2 separate regions of the Mus musculus genome follow, and region 2 is linked to region 1. The links are chromatin contacts, called in public Hi-C maps. All regions are on one chromosome and are shown on one strand. Each heading gives the region's core, a stretch centred on a gene start, on an enhancer-like site or on the middle of the called end of the contact. The rest is flanking DNA. Distances are from core to core; before and after follow the strand shown.

Evidence for each region. Hi-C and Micro-C count contacts between places; a contact is called where the count stands out from the background.
Region 2: a Hi-C map of Th1 cells shows a contact between it and region 1, with 2.9 times the contacts expected there. The contact joins the promoter of Slain1 here to the enhancer-like site in region 1. A contact is called at or near these places in 1 of 39 promoter capture datasets (pre-B cells), 9 of 484 Hi-C or Micro-C datasets (CD4 T cells, CD8 T cells, Sertoli cells and 6 more), 3 of 115 datasets of contacts at active chromatin or transcription factors (CD8 T cells, effector CD8 T cells and memory CD8 T cells) and 1 of 9 other capture datasets (liver).

Annotation. Positions count from the first base shown.
Region 1 is chr14:103,476,168-103,478,878 of GRCm38.p6, reverse strand. The region is part of intron 2 of Gm34907 (a long non-coding RNA gene); the gene reads right to left. Among named protein-coding and RNA genes, the nearest start is that of Gm34907, 14 kb to the right of the region's middle. Within about 2 kb of position 1,373, at least 94 of the 459 cell types and tissues checked have an H3K27ac peak or open chromatin away from gene starts, as enhancers often do. A contact at or near this core is called in CD8 T cells, Th1 cells, effector CD8 T cells and 5 more, where this site is marked.
Region 2 is chr14:103,648,844-103,651,554 of GRCm38.p6, reverse strand. It overlaps Slain1 (SLAIN motif family, member 1), which reads right to left and starts at 1,327. Exons shown (of 7, transcript NM_198014.3): 1 at 647-1,327. The coding sequence starts at 1,200.

The sequences.
Region 1 (2,711 bases), core at 124-2,623:
CTGCTAAGTTATAGAATCAATCTAGGAGTTCAACAACAGAATAGAAAAGGAAAACAAGGTAGAGTTATACCATGGGATTTCCCTAGCCATAAAGAAGATAAAAGCTATGTTATTTGCAGGAAAGCATGTACAACTGAAACTACTAATATAAAGTAAATTAAGCCAGTCTTGGAATGATAAATATTAAGTTTTCTTTTATTTGTGGTCTTGATGTATGTATGTGTGTGTGTGTGTTTGTGTGTGTGTGTATGTATACTATATAGTAGTATTTAGTAAATTAGTATATAGTATATACTAATATACCATATTAGTATATAGTATACAGTATAATAGTCTATGCTAGTATACTAACATATATAGTGTATATACATATACACTATATATGTTAGTATAGATATATGTATATATATATATATATAAATTAGTGAGTATATATACACATATATAGTAGTATACAGTAATATTAGTATAGGTATATATTAACATACCATATTAGTATATAGTATAATAGTACATGCTAATATACTAACATATATAGTATATATACATTAGTAAGTGAGGATACACACACATATATATGTGTATACATATGACATGAAAATTGAAGTGAAACTGTACAGGGGAACAAAGTGGCTAATGTGGGGAGGAGAGAGAAGAAAAGGGCAGGAGCAGGGGAAGATGCTCAGCAAGCAGTACAGACTTGTATGAGAATGTCCTCGTGGACAAAAACAACAGCTTGGTTTTCACTTCCCTTTAGTTTCTAACAAAACACAGCAAACTCTAGTTCCCCATATTTTTTCTGTGAGTCTGTTCCGCTTAACCTACTTTTTAAACAGGATTTTCTAGATGCCTAGAAAAGAAACTGACCTTGAGTTGTTAAAGAAGATACAGAAATTATTTTTTAAATGCTGGGAATTTCACATAAACACTCAAAAGACTTAAGAAGTCTATTTATCAATGTTGCAGTCATAACCAATTCCCAGAATCAAACAATAGGATTTATTGAGCAAAGCTATTCGAAAGCAGCTCCTAACATGAACCATCGCAGCACAGTCAGGGACCGTGAATACTAGCCCCTGCTGCTGGAGATATGGGCACTAATGTCTCCAGGAGGTGCCTGGTACACCACTCCCGAGTGTTCAAATACACGCTCAATGCCCAGTGTGCAGAACAGGTGGACCTAGCCCTCAGCCCAGCTCCAGGCTCTAATAGCAAGGGTGTGGAGAGGTGAACAGATAGCATGGCATCCCAAGGAAAACATTTCCCAAACAGAGATGGGCTTTGAGGCTTGGTTGTAAGGTACAACTTAACGAAACTGTCTGCATCTCCTGCACTGCAGGCCTAGAGAGAGATGGGTGGTGCTAAATGCAGACAGAAGTGGGTGTGGTTTGCACACACAGACACAGACATACACACACACCTTCACTTTCAATTTCAACTTGAGCTGGGTTTCCTCTTTTTTTTTTTTTTTTTTTTAATCTTCTTGTTTAGTTTGTGATTAAAATGTTAGGTCAGCACACGACATCATGGGTCTCACTGTGGTAGTGTGGTACCTTCACGCACACACACTCATCCTCCTCCCTGTCCTCTCCCTGCTGGCCTCCTCCCTGCTCCTTGCTCCCCTTCCTTCTTTAGACAGGCCTTCTTTCTGCTTTCTTTTTTTTTCCATTTTTTATTAGGTATTTAGCTCATTTACATTTCCAATGCTATACCAAAAGTCCCCCATACCCACCCACCCCCACTCCCCTACCCACCCACTCCCCCTTTTTGGCCCTGGCATTCCCCTGTACTGGGGCATATAAAGTTTGCATGTCCAATGAGAAACTCTTTCCAGTGATGGCCGACTAGGCCATCTTTTGATACATATGCAGCTAGAGTCAAGAGCTCCGGGGTACTGGTTAGTTCATAATGTTGTTCCATCTATAGGGTTGCAGATCCCTTTAGCTCCTTGGCTACTTTCTCTAGCTCCTCCATTGGGAGCCCTGTGATCCATCCAGTAGTTGACTGTGAGCATCTACTTCTGTGTTTGCTAGGCCCCGGCATAGTCTCACAAGAGACAGCTACATCTGGGTCCTTTCAATAAAATCTTGCTAGTGTATGCAATGGTGTCAGCGTTTGGATGCTGATTATGAGGTGGATCCCTGGATATGGCAGTCTCTACATGGTCCATCCTTTCATCTCAGCTCCAAACTTTGTCTCTGTAACTCCCTCCTTCCATGGGTGTTTTGTTCCCACTTCTAAGGAGGGGCATAGTGTCCACACTTCAGTCTTCATTTTTCTTGAGTTTCATGTGTTTAGGAAATTGTATCTTATATCTTGGGTATCCTAGGTTTTGGGCTAATATCCACTTATCAGTGAGTACATATTGTGTGAGTTCCTTTGTGATTCTTTCTGCTTTCTTATCTTATGTAGTCTAACACCTCTGTGCCTCACTCTACATTATCTCTTCAAGCTTCTCATAACCAAAACCAGACATGAAGCTTCTCGTGCAGAAATTAAGTACAATGGGTTGGGAGCCAGATTTTTTTTTTTTTTTTTTTTTTTTGGTTTTTCGAGACAGGGTTTCTCTGTGTAGCCCTGGCTGTCCTGGAATTCACTCTGTAGTCCAGGCTGGCCTCGAACTCAGAAATCCACCTGCCTCTGCCTCCCAAGTGCTGGGATTAAAGGCGTGTGCCACCACTGCCTGGCTGTGAGCCAGATTTTTCAAGATC
Region 2 (2,711 bases), core at 78-2,577, 170 kb before region 1:
AATTTTTTTAAAAGAACGTAGCGCCTCCATCTGCCCCCTCCAGTCCTTAAAAAAACCTTTGCCTCTGACGTACCAGGATGGCACACCTTTAATAATCAAATCGGTATCTGAAAGGTTATCTATGAAAATACAGAGAGATGGCATATATAACTACACAACTCAACTGCAATAGCAGATGTCTGAGAAGAGGCTCATCACTAGGCGGCTTCCGATGTGACCAAAGGGGGGCTGCACACCAATCCTGTGCAGCGTTCGTTTGTAAGGAAAGAACGGTAAGCAGTGGAGGAGAGCAGAAGACAAGCACCTTCACCACACACACACACACACACACACACACACACACACACACAGAGAGAGAGAGAGAGAGAAGAGAGCAGGGCTGAGCGACAAGATGACATGAGTTGTGCATTTAAGGCTAACGAGGCGCTTGGGACCCCGTAATCAGCAAAGAGCAAAGCACGGGGCAGATGGCAGTCCCCAGTCGGACCAATAGGCACAATGCTAAAACAGGTTTCTGCCTCCATGCAAAGCTTCTGCTCAGGGCTTGGCACCTGCTAGGCCTCTGGGTCCCCTGCCTCCCACGCCCCGCCCCCGCGTGCTGGGCCTCCCAACTCCGGGGGGAGGGGGCGGCGGAGCTCGGCTATACCAGGTGTAGTCGTCCTCCTCGCTCCAGGCGGCCAAGCTCTCCAGGTCCAGCGGCTCCACCTCGTCCAGCAGCGTTGGAGGCGGCAACGGCGGCGTGGCGGCTTCCCCCGGCGGGGTCCCTGCGGTCCCCGGTTCCGGGCTGCCACCTCCGCCGAAGAAGCCCGCCGCCGGCTTGGAGTAGACGAAGGGCGCGTCAGCCGGCTGCAGGCTGCAGAGCAGGGAGGGCGCGGGGCTGGGCAAGCAGTAGGTGCCCGGGAACGCGGGGCCCAGCGCCCCCGGGCCCGGGGAGGTCGTGCTGGCCGGGGCCCTGTGCGTGGCGAGCGGGCTGCAGGCCCCGGCTGGCGGCGGGGCGGAGGGCGGCGGCGGCTGCAGCAGCAGCAGGTGCGGGGCGGCGGCCGCACTGGCCGCCCGGCTGCGCAGCTGCTCGTTCTGCTTCTCCAGCTTGCGCACCAGCTCCTGCAGCTTCTTCACCTCCAGCTCGGCGTTCACCACCGGCCCCGGGCCGGCGCCGGAGGCCGCCACCGGCGAGGCGCATTTCACCTGCTCCGCCATCATCGCGGGAGCCCCGAGCGCCGCGGCGAGGAGGCTACGCGGGCCCAGCTCGCGCAGCCTACCAGCATCAGCACCAGGGCCCAGCCTCCGGCCGAGGAAGAAGCAGCCGCGCAGCTCTGCACCGTGCTCTGCTCTAGCGGCTCCGGGTTTTAGCCGAGGCCCCGGGACGGGGCGGGGCGCGAGGGGCGGAGCTTCTGGTGATGGATGTGTCGTGGGGGCGGGACCTGCGGCGGGGACCCTCCCTGGGCATCCGTCTGCACCCACACCACCTAACCTCAGGTGCCTGATTGGACCTGGCCTGAACTTCCCGCCGCTCGCACTTCTTCCGCTTTGGGCGAGAGAACCCCACTTCTAGGACTACAGCCAGGGGCGGGATCTAAAGAAGTAGCAGGTGTCTGTGGCAGGGGAAAAACGTACCCAGGGCCAATGGCTAGCCCTCTTACAAGAGCACTTTTAGACTTCAGGGTATTGCCACCTGCTAATGAAACCTCGTGAAAAAAGGTCTGGGGAACATGATGCTCACCCCCCCCCCAAAAAAGCAACAACAGATGCTTTGGGTCTGTTTGAAAAGATGCGGCTAAGGGTAGTATTAAGTAGCACAGAAACAAAATGGTGGGATAGGAGAGAATAAGGAGGGAAAGTGAGAAATCCCAGTCTCTATGAGGGAGGATGGCCAGCTGCTGAAGAGTCAGGCGTTCACTTCAGTCTATCTAAAATAGCCATATATGAACTATCCCCACCAGTCTTTCACCATGAAAGGAGAGTTGGGTTTTCATGCTCTTTTATATTAGACAAAAGATCTTTGAGCATCTCCTGCATGCTCCACTGTGTTCTAAACGCTGGCTTTTTGAGCAAGTGAACAACAGGCATCAGTGATTGCAAATACAAGCAAAATTGTGCACCATCTGTTAAATCATTTACACTATTAAAGTCACACGTGCCTGAGCGAAAAGAGGAAAGGTATAACATTCCCTGCTTTTTTGTTGTTTGTTGGTTTGCTTGTTTGGTTTTTTTTTTTTTTTTGGGGGGGGGGATTCTTGGAAACCATGCTTTTTATTTTTTCAACAAAAATGCTTTTACGCAGATGAACCGATCGTTTTGTTCAGTTAATGTTGACTTAGCATTTTGTGGGTTTAACACAAAGGAAAGCCTGCCGTTATAGTGCGAGAACAATCCACACCGCTGATTTTCATCCTCAGACGGTGTACTAGCTTGTGAAGGGCCTCGCTCAGGCACTGTACACATGACGTCAATGAAAACATACCGCACATCTCTGTGGCAGCGCTAGGATGTTGCCTCTAATCTTTTAAAATTTGATCCTGTGCCTTGCTGCTCAGAAACACTTGTGTCTTCTCACTTGGCAAGCTACAGCTCTAAACTTGGGTGTATGTGCAAAGGTGGGTGTCCTGAATTTAACTCGGCTGGAGAGAGCTTCTGGAAGTTAGTGTATGCTAACTTCCCTGAAGTTACCTTCCACACAGAGCCCCGCTGGCCATCTGACCCCAACCACCTGT